Linked DNA regions of Danio rerio: all the other regions are linked to region 2. A link is a contact called in public Hi-C and Micro-C data. All regions are on one chromosome and are shown on one strand. Each heading gives the region's core, a stretch centred on a gene start, on an enhancer-like site or on the middle of the called end of the contact. The rest is flanking DNA. Distances are from core to core; before and after follow the strand shown. Region 1 holds the start of pex1 (peroxisomal biogenesis factor 1). Region 2 holds the start of rp9 (RP9 pre-mRNA splicing factor). Region 3 holds the start of galnt12 (UDP-N-acetyl-alpha-D-galactosamine:polypeptide N-acetylgalactosaminyltransferase 12). Region 4 has its middle 28 kb from the start of pex1.

What was found. A called contact is a pair of places that touch in the nucleus more often than the background predicts.
Region 1: a contact with region 2 is called in a Hi-C map of an unstated tissue, with 4 times the contacts expected there. The contact joins the promoter of pex1 here to the promoter of rp9 in region 2. A contact is called at or near these places in 1 of 18 Hi-C or Micro-C datasets (an unstated tissue) and 1 of 4 datasets of contacts at active chromatin or transcription factors (embryo).
Region 3: a Micro-C map of caudal fin shows a contact between it and region 2, with 4 times the contacts expected there. The contact joins the promoter of galnt12 here to the promoter of rp9 in region 2. A contact is called at or near these places in 3 of 18 Hi-C or Micro-C datasets (caudal fin, hematopoietic stem cells and an unstated tissue).
Region 4: a Micro-C map of caudal fin shows a contact between it and region 2, with 4 times the contacts expected there. The contact joins the enhancer-like site here to the promoter of rp9 in region 2. A contact is called at or near these places in 3 of 18 Hi-C or Micro-C datasets (caudal fin, hematopoietic stem cells and an unstated tissue).

Annotation. Positions count from the first base shown.
Region 1 is chr19:36,299,064-36,302,433 of GRCz12tu, reverse strand. It overlaps pex1 (peroxisomal biogenesis factor 1), which reads right to left and starts at 1,354. Exons shown (of 24, transcript NM_001170835.1): 1 at 1,247-1,354; 2 at 982-1,122; 3 at 1-8. The coding sequence starts at 1,354. It overlaps otud6b (OTU deubiquitinase 6B), which reads left to right and starts at 1,965. Exons shown (of 7, transcript NM_200225.1): 1 at 1,965-2,202. The coding sequence starts at 2,133.
Region 2 is chr19:36,539,795-36,543,429 of GRCz12tu, reverse strand. rp9 (RP9 pre-mRNA splicing factor) reads left to right here and starts at 2,076. Exons shown (of 6, transcript NM_001007353.1): 1 at 2,076-2,322; 2 at 2,475-2,505. The coding sequence starts at 2,174.
Region 3 is chr19:36,675,898-36,679,220 of GRCz12tu, reverse strand. It overlaps galnt12 (UDP-N-acetyl-alpha-D-galactosamine:polypeptide N-acetylgalactosaminyltransferase 12), which reads right to left and starts at 1,388. Exons shown (of 10, transcript XM_683102.7): 1 at 746-1,388. The coding sequence starts at 1,101.
Region 4 is chr19:36,327,180-36,330,438 of GRCz12tu, reverse strand. No RefSeq gene overlaps it. Among named protein-coding and RNA genes, the nearest start is that of pex1, 28 kb to the right of the region's middle. Within about 2 kb of position 1,463, at least 16 of the 62 cell types and tissues checked have an H3K27ac peak or open chromatin away from gene starts, as enhancers often do. A contact at or near this core is called in caudal fin, where this site is marked.

The DNA of each region.
Region 1 (3,370 bases), core at 105-2,604, 240 kb after region 2:
AGATACCCCTAAAACACAACAAAACCATATTAAAAGTATCCCAATCAGTGGTTCTCAAACTTTTTGAGTTTGTTTTGAGTCCAGAGACTTTATTTGTAAATATCATGATTAAAATTTAATGGATTAGAGTTAAGGATACACATCTTTAAAGGGCTACAGTTATGACTTTTATAGGGTTAATCTTTGGCATTATACAAAAGAGTATATCCATCTGTGAAAATTCTGGTGTTATATGACTTTAATTATTCAAATTTATTTTCCAGTTGTTTGTGATTTAATAAATAAGGAAAATGGTATTTAATCTAAACACAATAACATATTTCAATCTTCAATCTAAACATAATATATTTGTTACTAACAATTTATTTTGGAATAACAGTTTAATAATTTATGAGAATTATCAAGGTCTAGAGTATGACTAGACTTCCTCATACAGGTATAGTCATTTTTTAATATACAAATGTTAAACTTAATTAAGAAATTTAATTCTTAATTTCTTAATTTTGTAATTCTTGTGTTCATTTTAATGCCTGTTTAGTCTGATTATAAATAGTTTTAATTTATATTTTAATTTACACACCTGGCTGAGAACACTGACACCCACACAAATCACATTGTCACCATATGTAACACATAATAAAATGAATATTATGATTATACTGTATAACTCTTTAACTATCCGCTGCGTAAAACATATGCTGGATAAGTTGGCGGTTCATTCCGCTTTGGTGACCTCAGATTAATAAAGGAACTAACCTGAAAAGAAAATGAATGAATGAACTCTTTAACTCACATTCGTGTTGTTCCAAACTTTTACAACTTGCCATTTTACTTCTTGCTCTAATTTTTATTTTTTTTTTTGGTTAGCAGCATTCCTAAAAATCTTTTCTTTTTAAGTTTGGTAAAAGAAATGCATGCAGATGTGTACATTTCTGACAGAATAATCTTTTTGGTGGACCATTCTTTTAGCCAGTGACCAACCTGTTCTCCATCTCTGAGCCCAAGCTTCTCTCCCAGCTGTCGGCTGATCTCAACCCTGTCCTCTGGACCTGAAGACCTGGACCTGATCCAGCTGAGGAACACCGGTGCAGAAACACCCCATGACAGCTCCAAAATCTGGTTCTGAATTCACAATAGTGTTAGACAAGAAAAACTTCTAGCACTTGCTTATAACAGAGTTCAATCATACAGGACAATGCTAGCATATGTTTTGTATGTATTATAATGCTGCTAGCAGAACACAAACCTCATGCAGACAGAGATGAGTAGCGAAGTTTGATGACAGGTGAAGAAAACAGTTCTTGGAGTTATTAAAGACTAACGTGACAGGTTGAATCCCCTGGCTTCCCAACATTGCCTGCGAGGCTGCAGAAACCTCGCTCCTGCTAAAAAACTGTCCCTTATTCTACGTTATTTTGAGGCGGTGTTAAAGCCAGTACGCTAGAGGTGTCAGCATGAACTGTACGTCAGACATTATAAGTACAAGTGTGTCGATAAATCGTAAGCGCTGTACATTTTCGATTAGCTGAGTCTGGCAGTGTTGCCAGATCTCGCTGTGGAAACGAACAGAAAGTGGAAATACTGCTCGTTTTTTAGTTCAGTATGACCAAACTGTCAAACTAAAAAAAAATACACCATTACTTAATAACTGCAATCCACAACGATCTACTTACAAAAAGATAATATATGAAAGAAGTCGCGCTAAATATGCTCATAAAAAATGGTGATGGCTACCCTCTTGACGCTTGAAAATTATTTCAAAATAATTACACTTGTTTATAATTTGCTTTAAATAAATCAAGCAAGATAGTTTTTAAGACACTGTATAAATACAATTTTATTTTATATTAGTATTTTGTAAATGACTAGATATTGCTTTATGTCAAAGTATCAAAGAGAAAACTACCCCGGTTTCTAGACCTCTATTTTGAAATGTCTTATTCCCGGATGTCTGTGCTCCCATTGAATCCATGCGTATGTTTATCATGACTGATTATTATGATCTGAACTGATTATTACGTGCTAAAGCTATTGTAAATCTTGTTGAGCGATAAGTTAAAATATCAGTGAATGGTGTATTTGGCGTTTAGCTTTATTTGCGCTGTTGTTCAGAATATATATCACATTTAGTCATGGAGGAAGTGGAGACAGCAGAGGAGCAGTTAGCCAAACAGCATCGCAAGGAAAAGAAAGACCTGCAAGGTAAGAGTTTTTATAAGTCACTTTTATATGTAGAATTAAATATTTATTAGACAGAGATTTCCCTGCAGAGGATTTAATAAGCGTTAAGCACTGCAGGCGAATAGGCTAATAATTCCCCTGTTGATTGATCACATTAGGATTTGCAATGATATTCTCTTTTACAAGTTTTATAAAATGTTTAAATATGCTAATGGAGACTTATTTAATTAAATATGCGCTCATATATGAACTCGGGTAAAAAAGTTTACAATTATTTTTGTCTTTGTCATTGCATAATTCAGAAAATATGCTAACAGTCAAAAAATCATGTTTTAGTTAAAAAAAATGTTTTATAAAATTACTAGGCAAGGCAAATTATTTATGACAATAGAAACTGTAGTAATAGAATGTGTGTTTTATTGTTTACAAGTGCTACTGGAAATTTATGGCTCAGAAGGAAAAAAATCTATTTAATAAAACAGTCTTTAAAAATATGTATTGTATTTGAAATCTAAGGACACACATGGACAAAGTTTAACAAAAGAATCACTAAAAAGTGTATTTTGTTTTATTTCCGTTAGACTGGGGATATATATATATATATATATATATATATATATATATATATATATATATATATATATATATATATATATATATATATATATATATAAAACTTGTTTCCCTTTTAAGCACATTATATTTTGTTTTGAGAAACATTTTAAATATTTTTGAACAGTAAACATGGCTAAATAAATAATTGACTTCTAATGTTTTTATTTGTTTCAAAAACAGATTTTTTTTTTTACAATTTAAAACAGAATGTTTTTTCTGCTGAAGATACTGCTGTCTTATAAAAAAAAGAACGGTAATGCAGAAAATTTTGAAGGGTTTTAAAAACTTGACTTTTCCAAAACGCGGTATACCTTGAAAACGGTTATCGTCCCATACCGAATTATGATTTATACTTATTATATCATTCTGATATTATACCTTTGCCAAATGCATGCAACCTTCACATACCCGCACACCTCTCAAAAAAATGTACTACACGTTACAACGACATGCAGCACAAGCTTTGTGATTCGTCGATTAGGCGCAGAGAGCTGCGTTTTAGGCAATGTTTGTTTAATTTCAGTTGTTCAGCATTGATGTTTAATAAATAATCAAAGATAGTATATATTGTGTG
Region 2 (3,635 bases), core at 827-3,326:
TCTTTGTTTATTTGGTTCTCTTAAAAGACATCTATGAATAGATTTAGATGATTTTATAGATTTAGTGTATGTATATATTGTATATTCGATTTTACAGCTAAATAAATAATAGATATTTATATGTATTTCCATACAGACAATTTTCATTTATTAACGCAGTTTAATTCATTAAGGCAACGGACTGTTATACTACAGAAACATATTCTTCTTCCATCTTCTTCTGAGTCTAATTTCTATATGCATCTCCTCCTAGACGGTTCAACACCAAACCTCCCAACTGGTCTGATTCGGGTTGCTATTTCTTTTCCAACTGATCCGACTTACGGTTTTCCCAAAACTGACCTGGAAAATTCAGAAAAGTCCCATAGACTTAACATTGGACCAAACTTTATGACCTGATAACTTTGAAGCAGACTGTCATACAGACCTAAAGTTGGGCTCATGTAACTCGGATAACCTTTTAACTTACTAGCCACACCCTAGCAACTACTTATGGCACCCTAACAAGTGTCCCATAGACTTCCATTATAAAAACCTGCCATTGACTTTACATCAGGGGTGTCCAAACTCAGTCCTGGAGAGCCGGTGTCCTGCTAAGTTTTGCTCCAACTTGCCTCACAACTGCTAGGAGGTTTCTAGTATTTCCAGTAAGAGCTTGATTAGCTGGTTCAGGTGTGTTTGATTAGGGTTGGAGCTAAACCAGCCCTCCAGGACCGAGTTTGGACACCCCTGCTTTACACTGAACACACTAACAACATAATAATCCATACAGACTAAAAATCTGGAAACATGCTAGAGACATGCTAATTCATACTGGAACCATGCTAAAACATGCTAATTCATGCTAGAAACATGCTAGAAACATGCTAGCAACATGCTTATTCATGCTAGAACATGATCGTTTATGTTAGCAACCACCTACCAACCAGTCAGAACACCCTAGCAACCGCCTAGCAATGCCTTAGTAACTGCTTAGCAACCACTTAGAACACCCTAGCAACCACCTAGCAATATCTTAGCAAGCATCTACCAATCAGAACACTATACCAAATGCCAAGCAACACCTTAGCAATCACTCAGAAGACCCTAGCAAACACCTTGCAACCATTTAGCAACACCTTAGCCTAACCTAGAACACCTTAGCAGCCGCTTAGCAATGCCTTAGCAACCACTCAGACCACCCTAGCAACACCTCTTCAACCATTCAGAACACCCTAGCAACTACCAAGCAACACCTTATTAACCACATAGAGCATCCTAGCAATGCATTAGCATCCACCCAGAACAACCTAGCAAACATCCGGCAAACATCTAGCAATGCCCTTGCAACCGCTCAGTGGTCAACCTAGCAACCACCTAGCAATATCTTAACAACTACCTGGAACAACCTAGAAATGAATGACTTAGTAACCGAGCAACCACTCAGAACACCTAAGCAACTGCCTAGCAACACCTTAACAGACAAAACGCCGTAGCAACCAGCAAAACCTGGTTAAAATATATAAAATAAGTGTATCATACTGCCTACACTCAAAAAACGGATTTTTGGTACTTGTTCAAACTAATCATTTAGAATGAGCTGAATCAAGTATTTTGGGTGGACGACTTGTTTTATGCTTAATTCGCTTAAATTTGTAAAAACAATTAAAAGAAAGAATTTTGTGGGACGCAGCATTGTTTACTGTGTATGTACAACCTTATTTCTGTCAACAAAATCATTTTGACGAGTAAACTTACATTTATGAATGTGACATATTCGGTCAAACAGTTTCTTCTTGAGAATTTCTAGTGAAGCCAAAGAGCTCTTAAACACTGAATCTTTTTATTGAAACATTTTAGTAAGTTATGTCACATCCCAATATATCCTCATTTCATTTTCCTTCGGCTTTGTTCTTTTATTCGTGAAGGGTCGCAATGTTTTACTTATCCAGCATTTGTTTTACACAGCGGATGCCCTTCCAAACATTCATACAAACTCAATATATTTCTTTTCTTTTAAGTTTTTAGATATTAGCAGACTTTTATTTTGACATCAACAACGTCCTCCGTCAACCGGAAGTGGTCAAACAGACTTTCATATGTGCCTTTGCAGCCACAACTAAACAAACATTCTAAGTTTTTAACCTAAGATGTGATTATACATTCAAAAGTAGCAATCCTCAATAAGTGTACAATGTCGGACCGCAAACGAAGACGAGAGCACAGCGAGGACAAACGTGAACGAAAGAAACACAAGGAGACAAGACAAGATGAAGATAAATACAAGCACCAAACCAAAAAACTGATCCATGAGGTGCAGAAACTCAAGCATGTGGAGACTTTGTAAGTAACTTAATTGTACTATATTAGTTTGGCATCAGTGGTGCTTATGAAGAAAGCTGTTCGCGATCTAAACTGCTCAAATGTTCTGTAATGACAAGTTTTACATGTTTTCTCTTGTATACCTCTGACTATTTTCCCCCTTTCCCTTTCAGCTATGAAAATGCTCCTCCTGGTTTTATAAAGGTTTGGTGATGTCTTCCATTGTTGTCATACTTTGAGTTGATGATAAGTTGAAAATCTTACAACTTAGGGTTGTGCGATATTTACAAAAAAAATCACCATATAGTTTATAAGCGATTCATTATTCATTCATTCAGATGATTTGTTTAAGATGCCTGACTCGTTTAGAAAACTAAGCAACACAGGATAATTTAAAATTCATTCAGGAACAAAATAACTAAAATCGCAATATTACGCATGCCACCCCTGCTGAAAAAAACTGCGTAAACCAATCTAGGCTGGTTTTAGAGGGATTTCCAGCCTGGTCTTAGCTGTTTAGGTTGGAAAATGACCAGCTTGACCAGCCTGGTATAAGCTTGGCATAGCTGGTTTTGGCTGGGCTCCAAGCCTGGTTAGGCTGGTCAAGCTGTTTTTATCTGGTCATCTCCCAGCCTGACCAGGTAAGATCAGGCTGGAAATAGCTGGAAACGGTCCATGGTCAACCAGCCTAGGCTGGTTTTAGCTGTTTTTTTCAGTAGGGAAATAATCAATATCATATTTAAATTTTGTAATACTGTGCACGCATGTGTTGTGTAGTCTTCTGTTGGATTTTTGATCATACCTATTAATGCAATGTATAATATACTTCTGCACAATGTCGTTTTCACAAAATCTAATTATTATTATGTAGAGATAGTATAGGGTTCAGACACTTCATGTAAAGGAACAACCGAAACTGATGACATTGTTTGTTTTGTGTTAAAAATGGTGTTGTGTTAACTAAATGAGTGGTTAATTGAATCATTTATTCATAATCAAACGATTCATTCAAAGTGAATGTTACTTTTAGAGATTATGAATAGTCTTTATGAATGGATCATTGAATCATTTTCTCAAAAGATTTATTTAACAAGTGATTCATTTAGGAAAGACATGCTATTGTGTCTCTTAGAGACACAGATGTAACATTTACATGTAGTCATTTAGCAGACACTTTTAGGCAATATAAAGATGAAGTGCTAATTATACAAAGGAACTCTAGTTCTAAGAGAATGAAGTGCTAGAGTTAAGGCTGATTTATACGTCTGCATCAAGCGCAAGTTTGGTCGGCAGCTTTCGCACAATCACATAGCCTTTGAGCGTGGCTGATGCCG
Region 3 (3,323 bases), core at 139-2,638, 140 kb before region 2:
AAATATAAAAAATATGTATATCGCAATGTCACATTTTTTCATGTATCATGCAGCCAAAATAATAGTTTTATTCAAATACAAATAATTAAGTATGTGGCACCAATGCATTTTAATCATCATGAGCATTAAATATAAAGGGCTTAATTTACTAAATATGCAAAAACAACATAAAAAGCAAATTAAATTATACTTTTATAATAAACTGGAACATATTTATAAAATTCTAATTAGGATTTCAGTTTTAGTTAACTACAAAAACCCAGCCTCTATGAAACAAACTTTGTTTTGGAGTTAGGAACTCCATATTACTATCATAATAATTGATTAACTGTATAATTATTAGGTTATGTTTCATTATTTTACAAATTCAGTAACAATTTTGGGAGTAATAACAAATCAAAAACACTTTATGTATAAGGTTTATGACAAAACTAAATGTAAACTGCACACTCATACAAGACTGAACGCTTTTCTACACCTTTAAAACTTTATAGACGTTCCCTATATCAGTAATCGCACATAAGACACTGGGGACGGGGACTGTTTACAAAACATACATTTTCCACACTTCCCAACGGTTCGTCATGGATTAAACCAAACAAAGTTACCCTGTATCCTGTTCTACATCCTGGTCCTATACAAATAAGCCCAGATCCAGTAGGCTAATACCATTACACCAACAACCAACCAGTCAATGACCAGCAGAGGTTGAAATATCTGTCAAAGCAACTTGACAACCACTTACAGAGGGTTCCATCTTTCAGCCAGTCTGCGGTGTAAAGATATCCTATCGCTCACATAAGTGTTTATTTGATGTTTTTTGATGCTCTCCTCTTCCTCTCGCTTCTCTTCCCCACTCAGGTCCAGTTTAACAGCTCTGCCCATCTCTCCCAGCGCGTTTACATCTAAAGCAGGCTTCTCGTAAACAGGTCTCTTCAGAAACTGCTCGTCCACATTTTTGTGCTCGTCTGGCACTTCTCTTATTTTCGCCAGTCCCACATCACTCTGCGTGTTCCTGTGAAATACTAAATAGCCCACTACAAAAGCACCGACAATGTACAGGATAAACTTGGAGCGACTCCGTCTGCCACATATTGCCATAATGTGTCCGTATCGTTCGGTTTCCTCAAACCGTTTCTGTTCAGTTTCATGAAGAGTTCGGAAAAAGTTCGCCCGGGTGAGAGGAGCTTGTTTTAAAAGTGCCAGATTTCATTTTAAAGTCGACTGAAGTGAAACAATCCAGGCAGAGAGAAAGTTTATTCTGTGGCTGAAGCCAAATTTGTTGAGGTGTAATCAATAGATCGACATGAACGAGTCGGCTGGTCGAGCCGGTTGCAGACGGGGAGGAGTTCAACCCACTGGCGGCGATTCGGACACTTTTTAGCGGTGAGTTGAGTTTTGCTCCGTCGGCGACAATAGTAGGTTGCAATCAGGGGAGGAGTTCAGAAAAGAGGCAAGTCGAGCTGAATATTTCTGCTTCCAGCATGTGAACGGAAACTACATGGGAAACACATGTGAAAGTGAACAAGCCTCATATCTGAAGCCGAAGTAGCCTAACAAATTAGCACATGCAGAGCTAATTAACACTCCGTTAAGGCAATTTAAATCAATTGTGTTAAAAATAAGATGACAGCATTGAAGACAACATGCTTTTGTAAGAAAATGAAACTTTGCAAGTGTTTTAAGGATCTCAAAATACACTTGTTGGCTATGTGTAAAACTTTTCAGACTAATGTTTTGTAAACAAACAGGTTTCCAGAAATTTTGACTGTTTTTGAGCAGCCAATGTAATACAAATCCAATCATTCTAATTTATTCTAGAAGCTAACTTACAAATTAAAATACTGTTGTATGCTCAAATAAATGTAATGCAGTTATCATTATACAATATTTTTTCTGCAATTTTTGGAGAGCAAAAAAGTGCTATGGTTTTATATACTTTGGTTTTATAATGGGCTATGCACACTGACTTTTCATTTTCAGCCAGGCAGCTCAAAAGCCTCTGGTCAACTGTCTTTCCGTTTCAAAATTGTTACATTTAAGATCTGATTTCTTAAAAAAAAAATCAGCAATCTTCACTGCCTGATAGATATAAGATATAAAGTGGGTCTCAGATCAGACAAGAAGCACTGCATTAAATTCCATTCCCCGCCGCCATCTTTAAAACATGACAGTTTATTTTTCCACAGTATTTTCAATGGAATTTCTGCGCTAGCCTGTTGCTACCGACGACACTAGTGGTTACAACCCTCTTTTATCTCGTTTTACGCTTTAACAACGAAATAAATGCTTAAGTCTATTTAACTGAATGTATTGTAAATTACATTACAACATCGATGCATCGATGCTGTAAAAACAACCTTGTGAAACTGAAAATAGTCACAGTAAGCTTTCAGCGCAAGTTTATCGTTGGCTTTAAAACTTAACTATAGAGCCCATTATACGATTTTAGCCATTACTGAAAAACAAAATAGAAGAGTAATTTTTGATTATTTCGATTTTTTGGAAAACAAAAAAAATATGTTTTAATATATGTTTTATGTTTTTATAATCATACTGTTATAATTACACCATTTTTGGCATTTCTTTTTTTTGTTGTTGCAAAAATTGTACACCACAAAACATGGAACAATCAACATTGCAAGGCATGTTTACCGTTAAATTAAATTAAAATTGTTCCCTTTAAAAACTAATAATATTAATAATAATACCAACTAATAATAAATACTTTTAAACTAATAAATAAAAATAGATAACAACTGCAACTAGGAGCAGTTCAAAAGACACATCAATGGAAGAAAAAAAGCATTTTAATTAATATTTTGAAAATGAATACAAAGAGCTTCGGTTATTTTATTTTGGTTTCTGAAGTATTTGAAGCTTTGAGCCTACCTCAGAAAGAAAACACCTAAAAGAGGCCCTGCGTTTTTTCCATTTACATCTATGAATAGGATATTTACTCATTAGTAAGATAAAGTTCACAACATCAAAAAAATATATAAATGTAAATCACATTTGTAAAAGAAAATATCTTCTGGATCAATAGGAAAGACTAAAGTCATCTTTAATGAAAGCCATATACAGTGCATCCGAAAAGTATTCATAGCGCTTCACTTTTTACACATTTTTTGTTACACCCTTATTCCAAAATGAGGTCAACCCCAGTCTGAGGTCAAGAGCACTCTGAAGCACGTTTTCATTCTGATGTCTCTGCACATTGCCTAGCATTCACTCCAAAGAGCTCAGTTATTGTCTCATCAGACCAGAGGATTTTGATTCTTACGATCTGAGAGTCCTTCAGATGTCTTTTGGCAAATTCCGGG
Region 4 (3,259 bases), core at 214-2,713, 210 kb after region 2:
GTTTTAAATGTAGCCTATATTAGCATTTCAGGCCATTTCGGTTATGAAAAACAATATTTCGACAGAAAAGAAGGTTCTCTTCAAACCAAAGTCTTTTGTCTGAGGAAGGATTAAAAAATAAATAAATAAAAAATAGTAATAAAAAATGTAAATAAAAAAAATATTACATTTAAAAAGCTCTCATAAAACTAAACTAAATTTTTTTTTGTTCACAAATTCTTTAGCTTTTCCAAAAAAGACCTGTGACAGCCTGGAAAACGAGGATCTGTCTCGTGAGTCGTGATACTTTTTAATATAGTACTACTCAGGCTACATTTTATTGTGTTTCAACCATACAATCATATTGACCATAACTATGGATGACATCAAGTACAATAATAAACAAGTAAAATGAATAATGATAATAAAAAATAAAAAAAAATATAAAAAACAGGGTACAGAGGCAAACTATCAAATTAAATAATATTAACTAAGTCCTTATAAAGTTTCACAGTTTTAACACTTTTTTTGCAGTTAACATTGTGTAAATGTAATGTAATAATTAACAAATTAAGTCCCAAAGAAAATTCTGCAACTTAGGTATAATGAAGAAAAATTTACATTTGAAAATATATTATTTACCCAATAAAATAAATAAATTGCCCATAAATTCTGTTATGTTTGTCATGAGAAAAGTAACAAATTATATTACACATGGAAAAATCAGCGTTAAACTTACATTTTGATAAAAAATTAGACGGATAAATCAGACCAAAACACATTTGTGTGAGCAGTATTTGACAAAAAGAATCGATTCGATTCTTAAGTTACAGAAGACACATTTTGAATTAGGATTACCGAATTTAAATACCATCTCATTTATGGGGTAGTACTCAGGCTACATAGTCACACAAAGGCTGACACTACGCAGTGAAGAAAACATTAATATTTATCAAGGTAGTAACAATGTACAGTAAGTTTCTTGCACAATATCGTTTTGTTTCATATAAGGTCTGAATGTATCATACGGAGCCACAGGTAGAGCCATTATTTTACTCATTATTTTACATTATTTTTGTGCTGGTTGGTGTTGCCTTGGCAGTTTATTAATTGCAATTCCTGCTAAGAAGCCCTACAAAAGACAGAAATCACCTTAAAAGACCCGAGGGTGAATAAATTAGCAGCATTTTTTTCATTTATAGCTGACCTAACCCTTTAAAATCACATTTAAAACACATCTACACTGATGCTAGCTAGAGCGCAATAAAAGATGCTGATATGTAGTAACTGACACATCTTGCTTAGAGCAATTTTACTTCTCCCGTTTTAGACTTTAGCTCTCTCATGGTGGCGGTGCTTACTTATTCTATTCTAGTCCCATGATGTCACTTGTTTTGACTCTGTTTTGGCTGAGATATGGTTGAATGGGGCTCCCGTGCTCTTTAGCGCAAGCCCATAAAATGCTAACAGCAGGAGTCAGAACAAAGACCGTCTATATTTACCTTCGCAGAAAGTGCTGCATCAAGCTGTAGATGTACAGGTTGTGGTGCGTCTTACAACAGAATTAAACAGAGTGTGAGAAGGAAATTCAGCTCTTTTGAGGACCACATTGAGAAAGTGCTGGAATGATAACTGCTGCAGAGACAGCTGTAGCTCCAGGTGGCACTGAAGACTAAAAGAATATTGAAAAATCAATTTAGGAGAGCTCGGGTCCTAGGGGTCTGGAGATGTCAGTTTTCCACAGAATAAGCCGAAGGCCTTTGAGGCTGATGAAATAGAGGATTCTTCTCTTCTACAAAGAGGACACATACAGTTGGTCTTTCTGAATACAGATCGAGAAGTAACCATGTACTGTAGGACTTTCTCAACAAGCTAACTGGCTTTTGGATTATAGGATTATACTGCCACCTACAGGTTATGGAATGCATCTTTTGATGAGGACGCTAGAGCAAGTGTGGACATTTTTATGCCCATGTCTATTAATTCTCGGGACCATTCATTCAATTAACAGCACATTTAAATGTAAGCCTTACTTAAACCAACATCAGACTATAAAGAAATAGCCAATTTGAACCATATCCCACAAGAATGATTTAATTTCAGAATTAAATGGAACCAATATTTGATTGTGGAGGGGAGGAAAACTGTAGTGGGTATACAGTATTGCAATAGATAAGGTTGTTACGTGGAATGAAACAAAAATACTGTTGCTTTATTGCAAAAATAAGGCTTTTCTTACTTCTGTCTCTTCTCTAGTCCAAATATTTATTAAATCAAGACTCATTTACTAGACAAGCAAAATATATAGTCTTGTTTTAAGGGAATAACATGCCAAAATAATATTGTTTTTCATTTTGACATGCGATTATTGTGCTTGCTTAACCCTTGTGCACTGTTCAAATTTACTTCTCTTTTATGTTAGGGATGAAAACATTCACTTAATTAAACTACTGCAAAAAAAAAAAAACTGCATCAGATTAATATTTTGTTTTTCAATTTTTTTTGCATAAATCTGTTAATCAAGCTCAGTCCTGATCAAAGCTACTAAATTGCTTAGAAGATGACAGTATTATAACTCTTTAATTGCAAAACTCATAAATGATGTCACTGATTTAGTGATAAAAACACAAAACACAAAAACACAAAATGACATATTTTCAATATAAAAGGTAATTGTGGACTGGACCTTTTTTCCTTTTATCACAGTCTTGCACATGTGAATGATTACTAACAACATTGGCTTTGATGCATTGCAAGATTTTCATTTGTTCCTCTGTAATTTACTGTTGGTGCCATTTTTTCTCCATTGACTTCCATTATAAAAACATTTGGTGGTGCATAAATACAGTCTTTGTTTTTATTTACTCCATGTAGTTCTGAGAGCGTAGTTGCAAATTTAGATTTTCTCAGACACATTCAGGTAAGTGCTCAAAGGTCACCCTCACACACTCACAGACATACATACACACACTTTAATGTGTTTTTTTACTCCATATAAAATCCAGAAAGTAATCCTTTTTTTTTTTTCTTTTTTTTTTTTTGCAGAGGCCTATCTAAAGGGTTCATGGTGCCAACTGATGCTCAACAGTAAAAATTACAAATTGTACCTCTTCCATCAGGGAAAACCACCAAAAACCACCAACAATCAAAAATGCAGGATTAAATGCTGTCATGGTTTTCCAATCAAAAAAATGGGGTTATAATTGGTCAATGGGGCAAAACCAGCCACCAACAGAAAATTAGGGAGAAAAAATTAAAATCAATAAAAGACAAAGGCAAT